2 separate regions of the Ovis aries genome follow, and region 1 is linked to region 2. The links are chromatin contacts, called in public Hi-C maps. All regions are on one chromosome and are shown on one strand. Each heading gives the region's core, a stretch centred on a gene start, on an enhancer-like site or on the middle of the called end of the contact. The rest is flanking DNA. Distances are from core to core; before and after follow the strand shown.

Evidence for each region. Hi-C and Micro-C count contacts between places; a contact is called where the count stands out from the background.
Region 1: a Hi-C map of blood shows a contact between it and region 2, with 4 times the contacts expected there. The contact joins two enhancer-like sites. A contact is called at or near these places in 15 of 16 Hi-C or Micro-C datasets (blood, hypothalamus, liver and 7 more).

What each region holds. Positions count from the first base shown.
Region 1 is chr5:6,553,446-6,558,856 of ARS-UI_Ramb_v3.0, forward strand. No RefSeq gene overlaps it. Among named protein-coding and RNA genes, the nearest start is that of AP1M1, 47 kb to the right of the region's middle. Within about 2 kb of position 2,731, at least 6 of the 54 cell types and tissues checked have an H3K27ac peak or open chromatin away from gene starts, as enhancers often do.
Region 2 is chr5:6,387,175-6,392,781 of ARS-UI_Ramb_v3.0, forward strand. It overlaps EPS15L1 (epidermal growth factor receptor pathway substrate 15 like 1), which reads left to right. Exons shown (of 24, transcript XM_060416230.1): 11 at 406-478. Among named protein-coding and RNA genes, the nearest start is that of EPS15L1, 56 kb to the left of the region's middle. Within about 2 kb of position 1,452, at least 6 of the 54 cell types and tissues checked have an H3K27ac peak or open chromatin away from gene starts, as enhancers often do.

The DNA of each region.
Region 1 (5,411 bases), core at 1,481-3,980, 170 kb after region 2:
CCCCCAGGCAGCGGTATGGTGGGGGCTGCAATGTGACCATATGCCTCCACACACACCCACTCACGTGGCTGGACTCCTGCTGCCCTGGGTCTTCTGGGAAGCCGTGCCAGGTGCAACCTGTTTCTCTTGGAAGGGAGCAGAGCCAGAAGTGGGATGGGAAATGCTCTCAGCACCTGATTGCAGGCGGGGTGGGGGATGGGCTCTGCGGGAACTGCTTGGGGGAGCAGCTGGGAACATTCTGAGCTTCGAGGGAGGAGGGCCAGGGCAGCCCCTGCTGGGTGAACACCAGGCACAACACTCCTGCTCTCCAACCTCAGTTTTCTGCCATGAAATGGGCTTTATGAGAGCTACTGCCTCTCAGAGCAAATCTGAAGGATTACTGTGGTTTAGTTGCTAGTTCGTGTCCGACTCTTTACAACCTCATGGACTATAGCCCGCCAGGCTCCTCTGTCCGTAGCATTTCCCAGCAAGAATTTTGGATCCTCTTCTCCAGGGGATCTTCTTGATCCTGAGATCAAACCCATGTGTCCTGCATTGGCAGGTGGATTCTTTACCACTGAGCCACCTGGGAAGCCCAGTGTGAGGGATGGATGAGACAACTAGGGGTTCAGGCAAGGGGGAGCCCTGCGTGGCAGGTGAAAGTTGGGACAGGGAGGACTGTTTGGATCCTAGATGGGACAAGCGAGAGACACTCTGGGCTTCAGATGGTAAAGAATCTGCCTGAGATGCAGGAGACCTGGGTTCAATCTCTGGGTCAGGGAGATCCCCTAGAGAAGGGAATGGCAACCCACTCCAGTATTCTTGCCTGGAGAATCCCACGGACAGAGGAACCTGGTGGGCTACAGTCCATGGGGTCGCAAAGAGCCGCACACCACTGAGCAATTAACACTTTCCCCGGGGGTCTTTGGTTAAAACTGCACTTCCACTGCAGGGGCCAGGGGTTCGATCTCTGGTCAGAGGAAGTTCCGCATGCCTCACGGTGCAGCCAAAAAGAAAAAAATAGCAAACAGTATGTTTTGGCAGTTCCTCAAAAAATGGAAAATAGCATTGCAACAGATGAATTGATAAACCCAATGTGGCATATATGTTTGATGAGCTATTATTCAGCCTTTAAAAGGAAGGAAATCCTGACACCTGCTGCAGGTGGAATGAACCGGGAGGCTGTTACACTGAGTGGAAGAAGCCGGTCGTGGAAGGACAGATACCGTGTGATCCCACTTATGTGAGAGCCCGAAGGTAGTCACGTTCGTAGAGACGGAAGTCAGATGGGAGTTGCCAGGGAAGGAGGGAAATGAGGGGGGTTAGCATTTAATGGGTACAGAGTTTCAGTTTTGCAAGACAAAACATTCTGGAGATGGACAGTGGCGGTGGTTGCACAACAGTGTGAATGTACTTAATGTCGTGACCTGTGCTCTTTAAAATGGCTAAGACGGCAGGACGGCCCTGGGGGTCCAGTGGCTGGCTGTGCTCCCCATGCAGGGGCCCGGGCTCGGGCCCTGGTCAGGGAACTCGATCTCACGCGCCGCAACCAGGAGCTCCCACGCTCCTAAACCAGACGATTCTGCATGCCACCACGAAAATCGGAGATGCCACATGCCGCAACGAAAACCTGGCAAGCCGAACAAATAAATGTGCATGGCGCGTGCGTGTGTGCGTGCTCTGGTCGCTCAGTAGTGTCCGACTGTGCGGCTTCACGGAACGTAACTCCTCTGTGCATGGAATTTTCCAGTCAAGAATACCAGAGTGGGTTGCGATGCCCTCCTTCAGAGGAATCTTCCCAACCCAGGAATCGAACCCTCATCTCTTGCATCTCCTGCGTTGGCAGGTGGATTCTTTACCACTAGTGCCACCTGGAAAATTTTTACAAATTGGCTAAGCTGGAGAATTGTACGTGTCTTATCACGATTTTAAGAAAGAAGGAAAGAGCCCAATGATCCCTCCTGTTGGGGCTGCTCTGGGCTCAGACTGCACTAGAGGAAGTTACCAGGTTTGTCTCTCTGAGTAGAAGACCCCCAAACCATCTGCCTGCCAAGCTCCAGCTCATCCTACAAAGCCCAGCTCAAACGCCCCTTCCTCCAGGCAGCCCTCTCAGATCTCCCAAGGAGATCCTGCTTTGCCATTGGGCCTCCCAGCTCTTCCCTTCTTCTGGCTCATCCCTGGCCTCTCTGAGATGGGGTGTGTGTGTTTGGCTAGTGGAGGGATGAGGCAGGACTGATGAGGAGTTGGGGAGGGAATCCTGCTTTGAGGATAGGAGACCACAGGGCACCAGCACGGGAGAGGCTCGGGAACCAAGACCATTTGTTCAGTGGACGTTGGCCGCCCCCACACACCTGCCCTGTGCCCTAAGGAGCTCCCACTGTGGGGGACAGAGCAGGACACAGCGTGTGGTCAGGACTGGGCTGGGGCTGAGCGGCAGGGGGGGCCCTTTGCCTCAGTGACTCCAGCACCTGGCCTGGCCCTGCCAGGGGGAGCTGGAGGCCCTGGCCGGGAGAGAGAGGGGCAGAAAGCGTTGTCCCTTAAGGGCTGGGTTGGAGAGGGTGAATGCGTGCCCGTGTCCTGCAGGTGTGAGCTGAGTGTGTGTCCTGTGTGTCTGTGTGCAGGTGTGTCTGTGTCTGCCGTGTGTATAACTGCTTTGCATGTGTCTCTGGGTGTGTGCGCATGTGTGTGTGTGTGTGCACATGCACACGTGCTTATGTGGCAATTTTGAGGAAGTGCCTCCCCCGCTCAGAGGTGCTTGCTGCCCAGAGACTGTGGGAAGCCTCTCCACGCCGTCATCACCCCCACACCCTCCGCATCCCACAGTCCCGTGTCGCCAGGCCCTCTTGGCTCTCGGGCCGCACTCCAAATCCGCCCTCTCCTCTCCATCACCCAGCACCTCTGGCCTCCCCACCTCCCTCCTGCCTGGGTTCACTGCTCTCCCATCAGCCACCAGGGGAAAACCTCAACCTCTCTGGGGCTCCCCATCCCCTTCTCCGGGGGCTCCTGGTCTTTGTCCTCCCTACCACGCCCAGCCTCGGCCTCTGCCCTGAGTTCCCTGGGGATGTCTCCCCACCCCCTGCCAGGCTGAGGCGTCCCTGCCCTCACACAGCCCCCCACATGCTGTGAGCATGGAGATAACTGTTGTCCCTGCCCCCTACCTCAAGCTCTCCAGAGTAGAGGTTTTTTGGTCTGGTACAGTTGCCTCTCTGCATCGAGAATGAGGTCTGGTACACAGCAGGTGCTCAATAAATGCCCAAATGAATGAATGAGTGTGGGAGGAGGGGCAGGAGAGGTCAGAGGAGCCAGATCCAGTAGGTATGCACCTGAGGGCCTAGGCGAGGGACCGATGCCGAGAAGCTATCTGAACACCTAAGGGGGACCACGCGTGGTCTTAGAAGCATCACTTTGCTGTGGGTTGGACAAGAGGCAAGTGCCAGGTATGGGAGGCTGTGTCAGGAGCGTGGCTCGTCCGGTGGAGATGGTGGAGATGCAGGGGCTTAGGCTAGGTGGGGATGGGAGGTGAGGGGAGGAGCGGGAGAGCTGAGATTAGGGAGGTGAAAAGGGCAGGGCAGTCAGTGATACACGCTCCTCACGTTCCTGCTTGTGCCTTGAGTTGGCTGGGCAACTGCTCACTCAGGCCGAGGAGGCAAAGTAGAATGAGTCTGTGGCCACTTCCTGTGAGGAGGGAGGACCTGGAGACTTTGTTTCCAGATCAAGCTGAGATAGAGGATCCCCTGAGGGAATGGAGAAGAAACACAGGTAGACAAAACACAGAAGGAGATGGTGGCCTGGAAGCCAAGGACAGAGGCCCCCCAGCCTTCAAAAATGTGGGTGTGGTCTGCACTCCTGTACTTCCCAGAGGGGAGCTTGGCATAGAATCCAGCAGGCAGGGACTTCCCTGGTGGTCCAATGGCTGAGACTCAGGGCTCCCAGTGCAGGGAGTCTGGGTTTGATCCCTGGTCAGGGAACTCGATCCCACATGCCACAGCTAGAGATCGTGCATTCCGCAGTGAAGATCAAAGGTCCCGTGTGTCTCAGCTAAGGCCCGGAGCAGCCAGATAAGTAAGTATATTAAAAAAAAAAAATCTGGTGGGCACAGAGCCCCAGTGCAGTGGAGTTGGAACATGCATGAACCACAGCCCCACCTGCAGGCATGAAATGGAAAAGACTGGTCCCTAAGTGCTGGTGAAGACACGGAGCAGATGGGACTCTCACTCACTGCTGTGGGAGGTAAAATGGTCCAGCCACTTTGCAAGACGGTGTGGCAGTGTCCACGGAGCATAGGTCTCCCCCTCCTCTATAACCGAGACGTCACACCCTTGAGTATTTACCCACAAGAAATGAAGACGTGCAGCAGCCACAAGACCTGGGCACACGTGCTCGGAGCGGCTCAACACAAACCAAACGCCCAGTGACCGGGGTGAGCCAACGAACCGCAGAGTTGTTGATATCCCACAGTTGTGCTGTGGGATAGTATACCGCAAAGAAAAAGGATAGGGGGAGGTGGGTGAGTCTTGAATTCATGATGATGAGCAAAAGTGGACAGATCCCAAACAGGACACATGGTGTGAGTCTGTGCATCTGAGGTTCAAGAACAGGCAAAATGAACCAATGGTGTTGGCCAACAGGATAGTTCCTTCTGGGAGATACTGCTCAGGGGATGGAAGGCTGTTATGTGTTGATTTGAACATCCACAGAGTGAAAAATGCATCAGCCCGCACACCTCAGATCTGAGTATTTGGCACGAATTTCTGTGTATCTCTCAATCCAAAGGTAAATATATACAGCCATTAAAAACTCAGATGGTAAAGAACCTGCCTGCAATGCAGGAGACCCGGTTTCGATCCCTGGGTCAGGGAGATCCCCTGGAGGAGGAAACGGCAACCCACTCCAGTATTCTTGCCTGGAGAATTCCATGGACACAGGAGCCTGGCAGGCTGTAGTCCCTGGGGTCGCAAAGAGTCAGACATGACTAAGCACTCACAGGCAAAAACAATTTGAACAGCACCTGACATACACGAGATTTGCTGGGGTAAGGAGGCTGGGCAGTGACTACTGAAAAGAACCTGCTGGAAATTTCCAAGCATGGTATTCCCAGTTTGGCCAAGAGCCATGACCTTTTAGTCTTATAAAAAAAACCCAATTGAATGCCTCAAAAAAACATGGAATTACCTTATGATCCAGAAGTTCCAGTCCTAGGTACATAACCTAAAGAACTGAAGGCAAGGATGCAAATAGATATTTTCACACCCACGTTATTAAGAGCACAATTCCCCTTAGCCAAAACGTGGAAGCAACTCAAGTATCCGTCGACAGATGAGTAAGTCCACCCAGTGGAGTATTATTCTGCCACGGAAAGCAGTGGCACACACTTCAGTGTGGATGTGTCTTGGAAGCAGCATGCCGAGTAAAAGCAGCCAGACACAAAAGAG
Region 2 (5,607 bases), core at 202-2,701:
CTCAGCTGGGCCCCTGCTCAGGGCTTCACAGGGCCAAGTTCAGGGTGCTGTCCAAGTTCCTCAGAGCTGGAAGTCTGGGGCCTCCTTTCCTGCTGTATGTCGGTGGGGCTCATTCTGCTCTGAGGGGCGGCCCTGTGCCCCTCTCCTGTGACCCCTCCATCTTTAAAGTCAGCAGAAGCGCGTCCAGCCCTTCTCACCCTGGGCGTCACTCCAACACCCTCTACTTTCAAAGGCTCACGTGATCATGCTGGGGGCCAAGCCTTGTGGCATCCGCAGGTTCCACCCACACTTGGAGGGGAGAGGGTGACTAAAGGCAGATGGTCGTTGGGGAGAAGTGTGGGGGAGGCGGTCAGCTCGTTCCTCATGCCCTCTTTCTGTGCTTTCACGGACTGTTCACACACACAGAGAGAAATACTCACTGGAACAAGACATTCGAGAAAAGGAAGAGGCAATCAGACAGAAAACCAGTGAAGTACAGGTAAGCACGCGGCTGGCTTTGGTAGGATGGCCCTTGTGTCAGGTGTGGTTCAGGGGCTCCCGGCAGGGGTAGTGGGGCAGGGCAGGGGGGCAGTGTGGCACTCATTGGAAGCTCAGGCTTTTGGGGATTTACAGGTGATTTATTTTGAGTTTCCTGTAACTGTAGATAGTGGATTTTTTTTAAAGAAAAATGAGATATTCATGTAACGTAGCATCCGTTCTTCTGAAGTATATAATTCAGTCATTTTTAGCATATTCTTTATATTGCTTAACCATCACCTCTGTCTAGCGCCAGAACATTCCCATCTCCCCGAAAGGAGATCCCATCACCGTTAGCAGTGACTCCCCGTCTCCTCCTCTAGCCCTTGATAAGCTCTTTTCTGTCTCTATGGATTTGCCTGCTGTGGACATTTCGCAGAAAGGGAATCATACTACTTCCCATCCTTGATGTCTGCTTTCTCCCACTTAGCCCGAAGTTCTGAGGATCAGGCAGTGCTCTCTAACCTGTTCTCAGGATGGCCCTGCTTGAAGAGTCCCCTTGTGGAAGGTGGTGACGGCGGACACTGGCGGTCTGAGTTGTTTTTCAGTCGTTCAGTTGTGTCCGACTCTTTGCAACCCCATGGACTGCAGCACGCCCAGCCTCCCTGTCCCTCGCCGTCTTCTGGAGTCTGCCCAAGTTTATGTCCGTTGAATCGGTGATGCCATCCAATCATCTCATCCTCTGCCACCTTCTCCTTTTGCCTTCAGTCTTTCCAAGCATCAGGGTCATTTCCACTGAGTTGGCTGTTTGGGGTCTGAGTGCCAGGGCTCAAATCTGGCTCTTCTTAGCAGCTGTATGCTTTTGGGCTAGTTATATAACATCTCTAGACCTTATGCAACGTTGGTAATGAGTGTTCTGCTCCTCCAGGCAATGGGCTGGAGCCCGGGATCTGGCAGGCGCTCACCCGTCTGGGCAGAGTGAGGCTATGCTGGAAACAGTGGTCAGTGCCTGGGAGCTGCACACTTGAAGACACCTTGGTTCCCAAGATGTCTCAGGTCTGAATGAATAGAGACTGGCTCTGCCACCAGGGGGAGACGTGAGTTGTCTGTGTGCCCCCTCACCCTGAGAATGCGTACTGCTGGGCCTGTTGGTCTCCCTGCAGGGCGTTTGAGTGCTCTGCGCTCAGAGCTGGGGGAGAGGAGTGAGGCGGAGCAGTCAGCACTGTGGCCCCACCGTGGCTCTCCTGGGGGACTGCAGGTGCTTGGCTCAGCCTCCTGGCCTCAGTCTTCCCGCCTTCCTGCCGGCAGTGAGGAGCAGCGTCTGGTTGTGATGTGCGGGCACCCTCCCACCACCCTGCAGTGGGTGGCTCTTTCTGGGCCGCCTCCTAGGGCAGCGGCCTGAGCCGGGCCAGGGGCGGCAGCACCCGACTCAGTGAGGCTCAGGGGTCTGGCAGCACTCTATCGCCCTCCCCCTCCCCTGTCCCACGAGGGCTGGGGGATGTCGTGAGACACCCAGCGGACAGACGGCGCGCAGTGCCTGCTCACCAGGCAGGAGGTGTCCTCTGTCACGGCTTCCGTCTGCAGGTGGGGTAGGGTGGGTTCTCACTGATTCACACGCTGCAGTGTCCAGACACTTCTTTCCTGGCTTCTCACTCTGTACACGTTGGCGTCGGGGGTTGGGCCTTAGATGGTCCCCTGGCATGTTTTGGATCGGAAGGCAGGGAACAGCCTGCCTCTGTCGTCGTATTTTTTTGTTTTGCTTTTTTCCTCAAGTAAGCTGCATCATGTCTGAGGCCACGGGTGAAGGGACTGTTTTTCTGGGTGTTTGCTCATTCTGGTGTATTGCTGTCACCTCAGCCCTCCCGTATCACTCACCCTCCACCTTGTTTAGTGCAGGGACGCTGGTCTCATCCCCCATCTCCCCTTGGCCCTGGCCCAGCCAGCCACAGGAATGCCTGGCCGGTCCTCCTTCTCTTGTCTTTGTCACTCTGTACAGGGTTCTGTCCCTGGGGATCTGGGTGCTGTGATGTCCTTGAACTCCTGGGAAACCAGTCCCCAGGTCTCTGACGCCTGCTCCTGGGCGATTCTGAGAAAGCCGTGGGTCGGTCTGGTGTCTAGAGGTGCTTTGGTCTGCACAGCAGGCTGCATGAGGGCCCCCAGAACCTCGCTGCTGGGCTCTGACAGCATACTCCTGCAGCCTTTGAGATGTGGTGTGTGGTGGCCCTGTGCACCCCCATGACCCCTCGGAGCTGGAGCGGGGCCAGCGCCCGCCAGGCCAGCTCCTGCTGCATGGGAGCCTCACTTGTGCTCAGACCAGGACGGGGCTCTACTCTAACGAGATGGCAGCTCCCTAGGCAGTGACAAAACACTTTATTTATTCAGGCCATGCCGTGTGCAGCATGGGGGATGTACTTCCCTGGCCAGGGATTGAACCTGTGCCCCTGCATTGGAAGGCAGAGTCTTAACCACTGGACCACCAGGGTCCCCTCAGAACACTGTATGTATTAAAGCTCTTTTGTGAGAACCAGGTTTGGCTCCGGTTCCTGTCGCCTTTTCCCAGATGGGTTTGGCCAGGAGATTGTATGTCACGCCTGCCAGCATGGGCTCCAGGGTAGGGCCCAGCATTGACTAGGAGGCCTTGGTCCTCGGGCCAGTTTATGTTTGGTTTTAAGCAATGGGAGCTTCAGCTTCGGCCCCCGAAGGCCTCCCCTTCCCCCTCCCATCTGAGGGGGTCTCTCCATTTCCATGCCTGTCGTCCTAGTGAGATCCTGCGGCATCTTTGCCTGGTTTACTGTTCTGTTTTGTGTTTCTAACAACAGCTTTATTGAGATGTAACTCACATACCTTATAATTAATCCATTTAAAGTGTATAATTCAGTGGTTTTTAGAATGTGCACGAAGTTGCACAGGCGTCCCCACAGTCAATTACAGAACAGTCTCATCCCTCCAAGAAGCAGCTCCATACCCATCAGCAGTCCCCAGCCCTTCCCAGGCCTTGGCATCCTCCAGCGTACCTCCCGCCTCTGGCTCTGCCTCTTCTGGGCGTTTCCTATTCACCAGTAGCACCACTCATGTGCCGTGGGCCTTGTATGTCTGGCCTCTCTTCACTCAGTGTGGTTGCCAGGGTCGTTCCTGTTGTTGCCTGTATCAGTGCTTCGTTTCTTCTTCCTTTTAAAGATTTATTTATTTATCTTTTATTGGGTTTTTATTCTGTATTTCATTTATTTGTTTTTGCCTATGCTGGGTCTCCGTCGCTGCGTGTGGGCCTTCTTCAGTTGCGGTGAGCGGGAGCCGCCCTCTAGTTGGGGCGCACGGGCCTCTCCTTGCGGCGGCTTCTCCAGCTGCAGAGCGCGGGCTCTAGGCACGCGGGCTTCAGCAGCTGCAGCTCACAGGCTCCAGGGCACGGGCTCAGCAGTTGCGGCTCACAGGCTCCAGGGCGCGGGCTCAGCAGCTTCGGCTCACAGGCTCAGCGGCTGCGGTTCACAGGCTCCAGGGCACGGGCTTCAGCGGCTGCTGCGGCTCACAGGCTCCAGGGCACGGGCTCAGCCATTGCGGCTCACAGGCTCCAGGGCGCGGGCTCAGCGGCTGCGGCTCACAGGCTCCAGGGCGCGGGCTCAGCAGTTGCATGCACGGGCTTCGTTTCCCTGCTGCATGTGGGACCTTCCTGGACCAAAGACTGAACCCATGTCCCCTGCATTTACAGGCAGGTTCTTTGCCACTGAGCCACCAGGGAAGCCCCTTCATTTTTTTTTTTCAAATAGCTGAATATATGCTTCATTGTGTGGCTGCACCACACTGTATTCATCTGTCCACCAGTTCATCGCTATTTGGGTTTTTCTGTTTTTTAGCTACTGCAAATGATGCCACTATGAATATTAACGTGCAGGCTTTTGTGTGGACCTGTGATTTCATGTCTCTTGGGTATGTATATCTAGGAGTGACATTGCTGGTCACTTGGTAACTCTGTGTGTAACCCTTTGAGGAAATTCCAGACTGTTCTCCAGAGTGGCTGCACCGCCTCTCATTCTCACCAGTAGTAATGCAGACGGATGCCAGTTTTGCCTCACCCTCGCCGACACTTGATGTTAGTCCTGTTTTTTTTTAATAGCCTTCCTAGTGGGTCTGGAAGGCTATTAAAAAAAGGCATTGTTAACATCAGGTGTCGGCGAGGGTGAGGCAAAACTGGCATCCGTCTGGTGGAGAAGGCGATGGCACCCACTCCAGCGCTCTTGCCTGGAGAATCCCAGGGACGGGGGAGCCTGGTGGGCTGCAGTCCATGGGGTCGCTAAGAGTCAGACACGACTGAGTGACTTCACTTTTCTCTTTTCACCTCCATGCATTGGAGAAGGCAATGGCACCCCACTCCAGCGCTCTTGCCTGGAAAACCCCATGGATGGAGGAGCCTGGTGGGCTGCAGTCCACAGGGTCGCTAAGAGTCAGACATGACTGAGCAACTTCACTTTTCTCTTTTCACTTTCATGCATTGGAGAAGGAGATGGCAACCCACTCCAGTGTTCTTGCCTAGAGAATCCCAGGGACGGGGGAGCCTGGTGGGCTGCCGTCTATGGGGTCGCACAGAGTCGGACACGACTGAAGTGACTCAGCAGCAGCAGCAGTGGGTCTGGAGTGGCATCCCATTGCCCACAACGCTTCCCCTGATGATGGTGAGCATCTTACCGTGTGCTCATTTGCCATTTGTATATCTTCTTGGAGAAAGCCAACTCATACCCTTTGCCCATGTTTTATTGGGTGGTTATCTGCCTTTTTGTAGCTCAGTTGTAAGAGTTCTTTATGTTTTCCAGATAAATTCTCTTATCAGATATATGATTTGCAAATATCACGTCCCCATTCTTGGGTTGTCTTTTTGCTTTCTTGACGTTGGTCCTTCGAAGCGCAGAAGTTTTAAATTTTGATGAAGTCTGGCTTATTTATTCCATTTTTTGCTCTTAAAAAATTTTTTTTTTATTTTTTGGCTGTGCCATTCGACCTGTAGGATCTTAGTTCCCCAACCGGGGATGAATCTGTACCTTCTATATTGGAAGTGAGGAGTCTTAACCACAGGACCCCAGGGAAGTCGCTACTCTTACTTTTGGTGTCATATCCAGGAACCCATTCTCAAATCCAAGGTCACGAAGATTTACCCCGCATTCT